2 separate regions of the Bicyclus anynana genome follow, and region 1 is linked to region 2. Evidence: chromatin contacts called from public Hi-C data. All regions are on one chromosome and are shown on one strand. The core of a region is the stretch at or near the end of the contact, and the rest is flanking DNA. Distances in the headings are between cores, read along the strand shown. Region 1 holds the start of LOC112050537 (pinin). Region 2 has its middle 10 kb from the start of LOC112050532.

Region 1 (7,161 bases), core at 963-3,462, 64 kb after region 2:
GCACCCACGCTATGAATATTGCTAAGTGCTAAGAATGAGTGTAGCAGTAGTGCTTCCCCAGTCGAGCTCTGTGACGAAGGGCGGAACAACCATACATCCAATAAAGCAAAGTAACACGTTGTGCGCGCGACAGTGGCAGCGGGACGGAGCTATTTTTCATAGCGCGCTTGAATGCTTGGCTACCGACCGGATTTAGCCGCCTCCGACTACGTGCTCACTGCTCACTGTACACTCTGTGCCGCCACACCACTGCTTCTAATGCCTCGGCCACACTCAGCGCAATATAGCACTATGCCTTGCAGCCTTGATCGCACGTACCGAGTAGTAGAGAGTAAAAAGCAACGTCGGTTTTAGTATATGTAGTAGTATATTTATATAGTATAACTGTATAAATTTAATATGTAGTAGTTTCGACATCCCATTTGTTACTAACAGACATGGTGTATTTTATTTTATTTGGAATTGTTTTAAACGAAAATTATCTATAGTTATTATATTATGCGGCGACGTGACGATAATCATGTGGCCGTCGGCCGAGTGGCGAGACAATGTATGTTCAGACCTGGCGAGTGAGCGAGCGAGACAGTGCGGGGACGCGGGAGGGTGGACACTCGGCCTAGTAGATAGAACAGGAGCCGAGCTACTGTCTCGGCGCTTTGTTCGGCCGAGTGCTCGTTACGTACCGAGGACTCGGCCGAGGGCACTGTCTCGCCCGTTTGCTCGGTACGTGTGATCAAGGCATTAGATTCGCTCATCGCGTCGAGTGCGGCCGAATATTTGCTATGGGCGGAGATAACAGCACTTATGAGTACCTCCGCGCATTTTACCTCGTCTGTGATTGTTTTGTTGTATTGAACGATGTGTGCGGCTGTCGCATCTATACTAATATTATAAAGCTGAAGAGTTTGTTTGTTTGTTTGATTGAACGCGCTAATCTCAGGAAATACTGGCCCGATTTGAAAAATACTTTCAGTGATAAGCCCATTTATCGAGGAAGGCTATAGGCTATAATATATTTAAAAAAAAAATACATCCTTCTTGAAACTACAATAACTTTTGTATAGGTACCTACCCAAGGTGTACAAAAGTTTTCTTTACTAATTAGAATTTTTTAATAATTTTCATGAATAAGTACATAGGTACATAGGATATCTTTATACAGAATTGTCAATTGCATGTCGGAGTCCAGTCGACACACCGCGCGGCGGGTGAAGGCTGCTGCAGCGGCGTCCACTTCATAGGTGCCGAAAGCAATACCTACTCCGAAAACTGATTAGGAATGGAGAAGTCATTTTCCATTTTGTCACATCAACATTCAACATCTTGAACAATCCATAAACATGCGCAGAAGTCGATTTGTCGGTCTCTTGGGTGGGGCGAAGGGAACGCGGGGGAATACAGAGCGCGCGCGCGCCTGCTATTGGGGAATCAGTCGGCCTTGTCCATTGTCATAAAGTGTACCTGCGCGAACTTTCCCCCACTACGCCACTTTTTGTTCAAGATGTTTGCCGAGCGCTGTACATTACAATGCTTACCCTAGTTGAAAATGTTGAGCACGCCACTGCTCAGCTATACATCTTCGTCAGCAGGCGCCGTCGCAGCGAGTGGGCGGACGTAAGACACTGAGCCCAACACTTCACCCGTGGCCGGCTCAACACACAATATTACCTAAACTTACATTTTAGACTTAAGTCATACACAGACTTAAGTGATCATTATCAGGGCAGATTTCCCTCTTTATGAGAAGGGTTATGGAGCTTAACACTACCTACCACACTGCAAATTAATTTACTTATTATTTATGTAATATACTTTATTGCACAAAAGAATAACAATAACATAGAATTAAGAATACATAGTAAACAAGTAAGTATGTGCTAAGACGGACTTGTACATAAATGTTTTCTGTGGTTAGGGTTCATTTACACAAGCGGCAAATCTACCAGTCGACTGCAGTCAGCGACGTCTCGGCGGCAGGCGACGGCGTCGCAGTCGTTGGTAGCAGTTACATTTTATCTCCGTATTCCCCCGGGAACCGGAACTACGCGGGTGAAACCGCGCTGCGGCTAGTGTTTTATAGCCTACAAACACAATTTTATTGTTGGTAACGCCATCTATTGATGAGTAGTCAAATGTATATATGTAAATCTCATCACTCATGTTCTGTGTGGTAACTTAATCTGTGGAAAAAGGTGTTCCGTGTTTCGAAATGCCTTAAATCTTTAATATCTAGGGCCGTAAATAAAAAAATAAAAAAAAAAGATTTAGAAGTTTGGAATTTACGAGTGAAATATTTATTTAGAAATTAAATGAAAATCTACTAAAATGGGAACCGAAGTGGCTTTATCATTTAGTTCTTTGCGAGCTCAACTAGAGAGCGAAAAAAGTAGTTTGTTCAAAATAGATGAAAATATAAAGAAAATCGTTCAAACATCCGGAAGATTCACGGATAGGTTAGTGATAACAAGTACGATTATGAGATGGTTTTGTGGCACATTTCGTTGAATACAAGTGTGATTGCAGATTTAACGCGTCGACGGACTACACGCGAGGCGGCTCGCGGGTCGGCGGGCGGAACTCCTACCCAGACGCCGGCCACAACTACAGAAATGATGAGCAACCCAAACGGAAACACGAAACCAAAACTGTGTTTAGCAGGCGAGTTTTATTTACTTATTCTATGGTTTATTGTAAACACCATTAATAACTAGATAGTATGAATAGATCTGGATAAATTTGTTTTTTAGATAACAATTCGCCACTGTATAATTAGTATGTTCATCTTCAAGTAGAGTGGTTGTAGCCTTGAGTACAATGGAGGATAGACCAGGGACCTTCTGCTATTGAAGGATAGACTGCTTGCAAGTGGCCTTTGATCTGTTCCCCTATTTGTTGGCATCCGATAAGACATCATCAGAATTGTTTCCCTTTGAAAGTTCTAATAAAAGTCAAGACAGTTTAGGTCTGTTTTGCACTGCAACAAAATTATTTTAATCCAATGTATGTTTTTTTATGTGGACATTGCTAACATGATGAATAAATCAATAATTGATGTATTGTCAATGTTGCAGGTTGTTGTATGAACCTACCAGCCACAATGGATGGTGGTGTATGGTGGGTCTAAGCTCCATATCATCTGTCGTTTAAGGAGCGTGGCCTGGCCCTGCAGTGCGGCGTTAATAAAAAATATTTGCCATATATTTTAAACATTCCTATTCCACTTCAACAAGTCAGAAAAAACTGCTTTAGGCGTGGTTACGACAATAGACCAGGGGATGGGGATTTAACCACACCCTTGGTGATGAGAGGCGGCTCCTATACCATTGAGCTATTAAAGCTTCTTATTAATGATGATATGGTACAGATTATCAGGGCGTGCGCACGACAGTGATGGTGAAGACGAGGGGGTGCCGAAGCGCGCGCGCGTGCCGTCGGCTGTGTGCCGCGAGCTGCCGTCGCGCGCTTCCGTGCTGCGCGCGCAGGGCGATGACGAGCAGGCGCGCACAAGGAATAGGCGTATCTTTGGATCACTGCTCGGCACGCTGCAGAAGTTCAAGCAGGAGGAGATTGTACTGCAGACTAAGGTGAGTGCACTCTCACTCACAGCATCGGCGAGAGTCATAACTAAAACCTCAGAAAGTTGTTGCATAATTTGTTTAAAGTAAAACTTTTATGCACGCTTGAAATGAGAATAAATTTGGTGACTGAAAAACAAAATGTGTTATTGGGCACTGCCGTCTACAGCCATCGTGAAGCTGTGTTCATTGTTTTAAAGTTGACGGTGTACTTAAAGAACTTTAAAACGATCCCTTTTTGTACACTTATAGAAACTGTTGGTGTGAAGTCAAACATATCTCTTATTGATAGGCGCAGGATATAACATTCTGCACTTTTTCTATAACTAAAAAAAGTACACTGGAATATGCCTATATGTATAATTAATACCTGCTTATCACTTTATATATTTAGTTAATGGATTTATAATTAACAAAAATGCATAATAATTAGTTATCAGGCAATTAGAAGAATATTCAACAGAAATATTTGAAGTTTAATAATCAGTTACAACTACAAATAATGTTTGCTAAATGTATTGATGTTTATAAAAGTATGGATTCATCATTTGCAGGAGGACAAGAAGGCTCAAGTGGAAAGAAAGATAGAAGAGCAGGCGAGACAAGAAAAGGAAAGAGAACTGAAGGAAAGAAAAACTTTATTTGCAGAGCGGGAACACAAGAAGGCAACTATCAAGGCTCTGGAGGCGAAGATGGCGCGCCTGCAGGAGTTCGAGCGCTGGGAGGCGGCACACGGCTGTCTGGGCAACTTCATACTGTGCAAGGCCAAGCCTAGTGTCTACTGGCTGCCTAAAAAGATGTCTGAAAAAGCTCAGGAAAAGTTGGATGAGAGTAAAAAATATCACGAAAGTAAGTTATGGCTTCTAGTATTGTCTGTTATACCTATTTGTTCTTAAGCATAATAGGCCTTGACATTCTATAATAATTTATATATACGGGCTGGATTGCGGTGTAAGGCAGGGCGGTTTAAGTTCTCCGCTTTTATTTAACCTTTATGTTAATGAATTAATTGAGAGATTGGGCAGCGCTCGTGTCGGCTGCCATATTGATGACATATGTGCCAACAACATTAGCTATGCTGACGACATGGTGCTGCTCAGTCCTTCGATTACTGGACTTAGAAGGATGATTTCCATCTGCGAGACATACGTGGAGGAGCATGGCCTAAAATATAACTCAAAAAAGAGTGAAGTGTTGGTATTTAAGGCACCGAAACAACGGATACGTCATGTGCCACCAGTATGTCTTGGAGGTGTACCTCTGAAGGTCGTAGATAAATTTAAATATCTTGGTCATATTGTCACGAGCGATCTTGGAGATGATGATGACATTGAGCGTGAACGCAGGTCGTTAGCGGTGAGGGGAAATATGCTTGCCCGCAGGTTCTCCCGGAGCACTGCAGACGTAAAAATTACGTTATTTAAAGCGTTCTGTCAGTCTTTTTATACCGGTGGCCTGTGGGTGACATATACGCGCCGGGCCTATAACGCCTTGCGTGTTCAGTATAACAATGCCTTTAGGATGCTGTTGAGGCTGCCATGGTGCTGCAGCGCCTCAAAAATGTTCGCAGACGCGCATACAAATGACTTTTTTGCAATAAGGCGTAAAAAAGCGGTGTCTCTCCTACAGAGATTACGTGCTAGCACCAATGGCATCCTAAGGGTATTGTCTGCTAGGCCCGACTGTCCAATTCTAGGCCATTGTGTGGAAGTAGCTATAGGGCGTACTTGATTGTTGTTTTAAAATATTATCAAAAAAAAAAAAAATTCCAATGTTACTAACTGTACTAATTTAATTTAATAAGTAAGATGAAAATGTCACCTACTAATATACTAACAATATATGGATTTGTAATTCTGAAATAAAATAAATTATTATATAAAAGATTTGCTGACATCAGCTAATGTCTGCGAATCTGTCTGTGAGAAATTGTGTGTCTCTCTTGTTTTTTGTAATTATATTCTGATAATAGTAAATTTAAATTATTATTATTATTATTAATAGTAAATTTTCTTCTGCAAGGTCAAATTTTTCTCTGTACTAAAATCCATCACAATTGGTTTAGTTGTTTTTACTTTTGCATTTATAATGTTACTTAATCTATACAAATATTATAAAGCTGAAGAGTTTGTTTGTTTGATTGAACGCGCTAATCTCAGGAACTACTAATCCGATTTGAATAATTCTTTCAGTGTGAGATAGCCCATTTATCGAGGAAGGCTATAGGCTATATATTATCCCCATAATTCTACGGGAACGGGAACCACGCGGGTGAAACCGCGCAGCGTCAGCTAGTAAATTATAATAATTCTCTTATTTACTTTTACATTCTAGAATATTTATCGCGCAAACGCCAAGAACTGCAAGAAGAGTTGCGCAGAATAGAACAGAAGTGTCTCCGGCCTCGCGGCTTCGCTGCCAAAGAGAACGCGCAGGATGCCTTCCATGAGGGCGGGGGGGCAGGGGCAGCGGCCGCCGACGACGAGCGCACCAGCAAGAGAGACAAGTTCGCGATGGACGTGGATGAGAAGGAGAGAGAGGACAGTGACGGGGAGGAGAGGCCAGAGGGTGTCGAAGCTATCAAAGAGGAGAAAGGTATTTGAAGTATAATGTTTGATCAGTATGAACAAATCATCAATCATAGGTACGAGTTTCCATCACCACCAACTTCACTGCACCCCCTGCCGCGCAGTACAGGGGTACGGAGTAAGACAAAGAAAGAGGGAAGAGGAGAAAGCAGATGGCAGACTGTGTCTCTATTACATACTCATAGAAGAAAGAATTGAAGCACTTATAAAAAATATTGTAGATATATATTTAGTTGGTTCAGCAGTTACCACCACCTTTAAATGAACTGACCATTATCCTTGATTTACCTGATTCATTTGTTTTCAGAATCGGATCAAAGTAAAATGGATACAAGTGTTGAGCAGAATGTGTCAATGGAAACTGATGATGTAAAGAATGAACAGGTCCATACAAACGACACTGGTGACACTCGCGACACTGCTGCTACTGAATCTAGTGACACTCGCGACTCTGTTGCTGAGCCTAGTGCCGCTCAGGACATCGCTGCGACTGAACCCAGTGTTGCTAGCACTCAAGACACTGAAGACGATACAAAAGAGACCTAATGTGTTGTAAAGGTGTAGCTAAATATTTCAACCGATGCCTGTCCGTACTGGTTTTATGCAGGAGCATTCATAGACCCCAAGCCAACGCCAGTGTTGGATTATCTTCATTGTGTCGACTAACAGTGTCTGCTAGTGCACCAACCATCATATAGGGACTGTGACGTTCATTGGTTCTTTGAGCTATGTACATTTCAAAACAAAAAGCTAGATCTATTTGGGATTTCCTAATATTTTGACAGTACATTAACAATTTTTTGTTTGTAGTGAATATTGGACTAATTTTAAAAAATATTTCACTAGTGAGAAGCTACATAACATGTTATATTTTGTACCATGGAATCAGGATCTATGTGGATGAAACCAAGGGGGGTTTGCTAGTGTTGTTGCAACATAAGATCAGAAGTATAAAGGCTTATTGTGTCGTGTTGTGACGCATGAGAACAGAATTGGTA
Region 2 (7,166 bases), core at 3,636-6,135:
CGTCATTTCGCCCTCCCTAAACCCCATCTGGACCTGTCGCAAAATTCGCACTACTTTTATATACAAATATTATAAAATCCACTTCTTGTGTGAAGATGAAAGCTATTTCGATTTTATCCAAGCATCTTTGTCATTATTGTCATCAGATACATCTCGTTTCTTCTACGCTTTTCAGGTCTGTATATTCCGGAACAGATACCTGGCCACCAGCGGCAACATTGGTATCTTCAAGAGTTAATAGGAATGGATCTTCTGTGTTTTCATCATATGCTGCATCTTCGTGAATGTCAAGTCCCAGCTTATATAATAAAAAACAGATTGATTAGATATTACGTTAGTTTCCACTATTACGATAAGCCGAGATTATAAGATTGGTATCGTAAAAATTGTACGATCACTTATCTTGCGCTTTTCATGTAAAATCCTGAGCTGTTAGATTAACCACAGTACATAACTATGAGTGGGCACTACGACTGAGCTGTGGCAATATATAAAATCATCAATAATATATTCTATTCCAATACAATGTATCTTAACATACATTAGATCTTTATTTGTCTACAAGTACGCATTCTGGCCGGTTTTAGGGTTCCGGACATAGATCGATGATTCGAACGCCCGAGTAGGTAGGTACATAACAGAACCCTTATTTAACTTCTAAGGCCACAATTTATTTACTTATCATCATGTCACAAGATGAGTAATTTTATTTGGTAAACTTTTTAACAGTGCACGTTGTCAGTGATGACCTACGGATCCGAGATTATATTAGGTCTCTTATTAAGGTTTAAACTCACTCAGCGGGCGATGTATCGAGCTTTATTAATTGTAGTTTTACTGTGTAATCAAATCACAAATGAGGCGATCCGTAGAAGAACCAAAGTCTTAAAAATATCTTGGATCAGCGAGTTGCGAAGCTGAAGTGACAATGGGAAGACCATATAGTTCGAAGAGCCGATGGACTTTGGGGTCTCAAGGTATCAGAATGGTGTAGGTCGCATGGTCGACATCAAGCAGACTGAAGGGCTGCAGGATGCTTGATGTCTTCTGAACCGTGAAGTTTAGAAGTCCATGCGAGTGGCCTATGTCCAGTTGTGGACGTACGGCCTCGGCTGTTAATAATAATGATGATGATGATGATGACGTAGACTAGCGCTTGGACCATCGAAAATCCTAGGTTATACGCATATGAAAGCACTCTAACTGAGAGATAGATATATGCGTTCGCTAAGAGCGCCAGGTTAAACCAGAGGCGATGGCACAGAAACATATGTACAAGTATGGTTTTTTTTTTATTTTGGATAGGCTTGCGCTTGACTACAATCATGCCTGATGGTGAGCAATGATGAGGTCTAAGATGAAACGCGCTTGCCTAGAAAATGCCTATTCACTCTTGCCTTGAAGGTGCACAAATTGTAGGTGTCAGGAAACACAGAGGCCGGAAGGGCATTCCACATCTTAGCCGTTCTAATTAGAAACGTTGACGAAAAACGTTTCGTGCGGGTTGACTGAACGTCGACAACAAAGGGATGCCATTTTTCACGACGTCTCGCTGTTCTGTGGTAGAATGGGGACGGAGGAACAAGATTATAAAGTTCCTGTGCACACTCTCCGAAGTATATTCGGCGACGTTGCGTCGATGTTGCAAACTTTGCAGTTTCGTCCGTGTCAGCGGTTCATCACCTATGATACGTCTAGCGCGACGATCAACCGAGTCTAATGCAGCGAGCTGATATTTAGCAGAGCCATCCCATAGGTGACTGCAGTACTCCATGCTGGTTCGAACCTGTGCCTGATAAAGGGTGAGAAGTTGTTCTGCTGTGAAGTACCGCTTTACCTTATTCAGGATGCCCAATTTTTTAGCTGCAGTCTTGGCTTTATTCTCGATGCATTGGTTGAAAGCGTAATGCGGATAAACATACGGAAGTGCATTTCTAGATATAATTGTTTGACGTTCCTGTTCGGCGCTGAAATAACTTGCTTATGAGCTCGAGTTAAAGCAGTTTAAGTTATAGGACTGTAAGTTGTTTATTTTAAATTCAGATTATTATTTATTACATTCTTTATTTATCCAATTTCTTTTAAATTTAAATTAACTTCCGGAATAAAATAATATTATATTTAATTATTCTTCTACTATTCTCAAACTCAGTGCTAATGCAAAAAATAAATCCCCCGTTTTGACGTCGTATCGTACCTACGGGTAGCAAATTGACCCGAACTGGGAATCCAACCCCTGACCTCTGGTTTAAAAACCAGTTTACTTTAGATTTTTTTATAAAAGAAAATATGGCAGAACGTATGCCAGGCCAGCTAATAACAAATAATAAATTATTGTCATATAATTATCTGTATATTTGTAATACTTTTATTTTCAAGTTTCCGCACGACTTGTTACAAGCATTAATACTAATCTTCTATGGAGGGTTACAATATCAGATCAGATTACGGATAAATAACTAAGTCCCTAACTAAGGTAAGGTAACTAAGTAGGTATTCGGTACCTTAGTCGAAGAGCTTTTGCTCACATAGGTAAGTATCTTTGATTGCCGCTCTACATGTGTATCACCAAGTAGCGAGATGTTTCCTGGACCTAAGCCTAAAGGTAGGTATGGACTATGGTTGATGATATTTTAGGCCAGTGGCGTAGCGTGCCGTGTAGCGGCCCTGTATCAAAGTTAGTCGGGGGGGGCCCAGGGTAGATATTTCTCACAAAAGAAACAAAAATGTAGGATGTTTCCGTTTTTAGGACAGCACGCTTAACCCGGGAAAAAAGTATTGTGTTTTTTTAATTATGTGATTTCTGAAGTGAAATAATGAAGTGAAATATAGTCAGTTTTTGGATGATTTCCGGGAAGCACAAGTTTAACTGACATTGTGAATTTTACCAATTTTTGTGTTCACACGTAAGGGGGCCCTGAACTCCGGGGGCCCTGTATCATTGATACGGCTGATAAGGCGGTCGCTACGTCCGCGTTTTAGGCACGTGAAGTTCAAAAAGCTGCTTCAAGTTGTGGAGCATTCGGCAGGACATTGTAGGAGGTGCACCTAACTTGCATGCGTCCAAAGTGTTGCCATATCATAAGCGATGAGTTTCTATTTTCCATAAGTTGGATTATATGACAGATCTATCCGTCGTTATCCTCATCATTAGCAACCCGTTTTCGGCTTTCACTGCTGACTTGCTGAGCACGAGTCTGCTCTCAGAATGAGAGGGGGTTAGGCCAATATTTACCACGGTGGCCCAATGCGGATTGGCAGACTTCACACACGTAGAGAATTAAGAAAATAATTAAGAAAAAGTATGAAGGTTTCTTCACGTTAGTTTTCCTTCACCATTTGAGACATATTTTATTCAATTCCTTAAAATGCACTTAACTGAAAAGTTGAAGGTACATGTCCCGGACCGGATTCGAACCACGCCCTCCGAATCTCAGGCAGAGGTCATATCCACTGGGCTATCACGGCTCTCAGTGGTTGTAATTAGTTTAAAGAGTTGTAGTTCTAGGAGCTGATTGGAGTGTCGCCGGGCTGGCAACAGGCGCGCACTCGCGCGGACAACTATCTCAGATAATAATTGATAATAATAGATAAAATTGGGACCGTGTGCACTGTTAAGGGGATCGTCGCCGACTTTGTGTTGGAGCTTAAAATATAAAATATCTAATAAGAAAATGCAAATTTATAATATACCTACCTATAGTTTTGCACTTTTTTATAGTTATATGATGTTACATACACTTAGGGTTGCCAACTGTACTATAATATAGTATTGTACTATATTTCGAGTCTGCGTATTATATACTGTTGAAGAACTATATACCTAGTACTCAAGCAAAAATACTATATTTTCAACACTGAAATATAATAAACAAAATTTTCATTTTGAAACTTTATGAAAATTAGTTTTTGCAAGATGCAACAGCATCTAGCCTATAGTGCGCTATCCTTACGCTTTAGAGAGTTGGTTTTAAAAAAAATTAAATGACCGCATTATTGCATATGACCGTTTTATTTCAGATAAATAAATGTTAATTGTTTGCTTATTCCTTAAAATACAATATTTTATTTAAGCGTACTATATATTTTTATAGCTAAATCTAAAAAATACTATATTTTTCTGAAAAAATGTTGGCAACCCTACATACACTATGCATGTTAAGTCCAGTGGCTTAGTGTGGATGTGGACGAATCTAGACGTGGGCAAATTCGCATCAGCGAGGCGAGGCGTTAGACTATTAAAGGTCTAAGGGCGAGGCCCTACCAACTTCCCATATCCGGGCTGAGGGTGAGGACCAGAAGCGTTTCACTTTAAATAGGTAAGTATCTAATTTAACAATGCGTTCCGGCAATTCCTTCAGTTGGTAACCAACTAGTATACCTACGCACGTACTAGATCCAAACTAAATCCACAACAAAATCGTGTTCAAAAGGTAAAATAACTAGGCAGGTAAGTAATAGATACCTAACTTCATCAAAGCGAAATGTAAACGGTGTAAAGGTAAACGTTACTAAAAGGCGTAGAGAGGTATACCCCTTAACAGTTGTTCACACGGCACCAATGTCGTGTGCAAAAAGGCTTTACAATACAATTATTATCGACGTGATTGTTCATAATTGTTCAAAGTGCGAGCCACCGCCGCGCCGCTCTGTATCTTTGAAGATAATATATTTCACGATACTCCTAATCCTAATTAAGTAACTGTAAACAACAACTATTTTCTAGTTTATTCTAAGGAAACATTTCATTAATTTTAATAAAAAAATAAAAAAATTTGAATTTATTCGTTTTATTAATTTCGAATCGTTCGGTATAGCACGGCCATCTCGCGTGCAATAGCTGAACTTTGACGTGTAGGTTGTTGTGTGAACGGTTGTAAGAGCTTGCCAATAGATGGCAGTACTAATTTTTAAGCCGGATTCACGATTGCTAGTCTGAAATATTTAACTCATTATTGGCATATTTTACACATTTAAAAATTCATAAAAACCATATATTTTTTAAAATTTCATGATTATATGATTATGTTTTTATTTAGTGTGTTTTACTATTCAGAGCTGTTGCCTGTTACAATTGCCTTGTAGGTACAGTGGTATAAGTGGTTTTCGAGGTCTTGGGTTCGAATCTTGAGCTATATGCGATAGTGAGTTAGAATATTCTCAGCCCGGAGTCGGAAAGTTGGTGGTACCTCCCCACCTGTTAAGCTGTCGGTTCCGTTATTATCATTTATGTCTGATACTGGTCGTTATTTAACATTATCCCGCCAACCCGCATTGGTGCTGCGTGGTGGGTCTATGCACCATTTCTATTTTATATTCATATTATCTATTCTTCATATATTCATTCAGCATATCTTCTATAAGGAGGGGTATTCCTCCTGTCCCTATTGTGGGCAATTTAATAAGACTAATAGTTGATGATTACTATATTCAGGGATCCCTGCTTAAAATTCCATGTGTCTATTTTTTTTTTGTATGTAGGCAGATATAACTACCTACTCAAATGGAATTTCGAAATGGTTTGAGAGGTTTCAAGGTCATTGAAATCTGCTTTCACCTTACACAGCCACCACGGCCCAAACTCCTTAATTGGCTAAGATAGAGCTTCCTTGTAGATAAGTACATTATGTTAGAAGAAGGGCTGACAATCCTTCAGCTTTCATACATTGAGGCGAAGATTTTATACTATTAGATATGTCACTAGCGCTGACAACTGCGGCGAATAAAGTTTCTAGCCTCTTATCTTAGAAATTCTTAATTTTATATAGATAATCGCATAGTATAGCTACAACGAAAATTTAAACAAATAGTACTTAAATATTAGCTACAATAACGAGTTGTGTATAAAAACTGATCAGTAGGTGAATTTGTAGGCATATGACATATCTAACTAATATGTATGTGTTGGTAGTATAACATTTTTGCAATGAGGCTCTCGTTTGACTATTCATTGCGTCTGTCGGAATCTTGGAATGGCCTTTTTTGCAATTCTTACTTTTGGCAAAATCACTGACCCTTGGCAAATTTTGCTGCATATGCAACAGCTCGTTTGATACACTGCCGCCCGCCGCCGCCGGGCGCTACGCTTTGTAACTCGAGCCGCCCCGCCCTCGCCCGCTGCAGGGTCGGACTCTTCGGGTCAGGGTCAGAGTTAGACGCCGTCGTCACGTCACTCTGTTGTCATCGTATCGCTTTGTCAATAAAAAATTAATGATGTTTACAGAACTAGCTTATTCTTATTATACCGATACGAATGAAAGCGAATGATGTATCGAGTAGGTACTTATTACTTACTTTCTTCGGCGCTACAACCCCTTGGCTTTCTCTACCACTTTTCTCCATACATTTCTTTTCTCCACGCAGCAAATAGATATTGTGATACTTGTTTTCTCTTTTCAGTTCATTACGCTTAAGCAGTCGTTTTTTTTATAATAATTTGCAAGCCTTATTTCACACAATCTATAGCCATCTTTATTTAGGTCTTCCTTTTAATCTTTACCTGTGGTCTCCATTTTGTCATCACTTTAGGCCCTCTAGTTTTGGCGCCCTCTCCTCCTTCCCTAGCTGCTGAAGACGTTGCGCTTTACAATGTCTCACTATTGTTTCGACTTTCACTAGATTTCCATTTCGTAGTTCATTCAGTGGCGATAGATTCCATCTAAACTTCATAGTGGTCCAAATATTTTGCGGAGCACTTTCCTCTCGAATACCTACTGATAATTTATGTTCTTCTGTGACACTGAGAGTCCACTTTTCGCATGCATAGGTAGCTATAGGCCAGCGGCCTTGTAAGAGTTGACCTTATGTAGGAATCCGTGGCGCATTGGTATGCGCGGTGGATATACAAAACGGAGGTCCTGGATTCCAACCCCGGCTGGGCCGATTGAGGTTTTCTTAATTGGTCCAGGTCTGGCTGGTGGGAGGCTTCGGCCTTGGCTAGTTACCACCCTACCGGCAAAGACGTACCGCCAAGCGATTTGCATTCCGTTACGATGTCGTGTAGAAACCGAAAGGGGTGTGGATTTTCATTCTTCTCCTAACAAGTTAGCTCGCTTCCATCTTTGATTGATCTACCTACCTACCGACCATCAGGTGAGATTGTAGTCAAGGGCTAACTTGTAAAGAATAAAAAAGACCCACAGAAAAAGTCTTGTGTTATAGGTGAG

Evidence for each region. A called contact is a pair of places that touch in the nucleus more often than the background predicts.
Region 1: a Hi-C map of whole larva shows a contact between it and region 2, with 8 times the contacts expected there. The contact joins the promoter of LOC112050537 here to the enhancer-like site in region 2. A contact is called at or near these places in 2 of 2 Hi-C or Micro-C datasets (whole body and whole larva).

The regions. Positions count from the first base shown.
Region 1 is chr21:14,632,562-14,639,722 of ilBicAnyn1.1, forward strand. LOC112050537 (pinin) reads left to right here and starts at 2,213. Exons shown (of 6, transcript XM_024088826.2): 1 at 2,213-2,453; 2 at 2,524-2,658; 3 at 3,365-3,584; 4 at 4,130-4,424; 5 at 5,910-6,170; 6 at 6,471-7,161. The coding sequence starts at 2,326. The coding sequence ends at 6,709.
Region 2 is chr21:14,565,711-14,572,876 of ilBicAnyn1.1, forward strand. No RefSeq gene overlaps it. Among protein-coding and RNA genes, the nearest start is that of LOC112050532, 10 kb to the left of the region's middle. Within about 2 kb of position 4,886, at least 4 of the 8 cell types and tissues checked have open chromatin away from gene starts, as enhancers often do.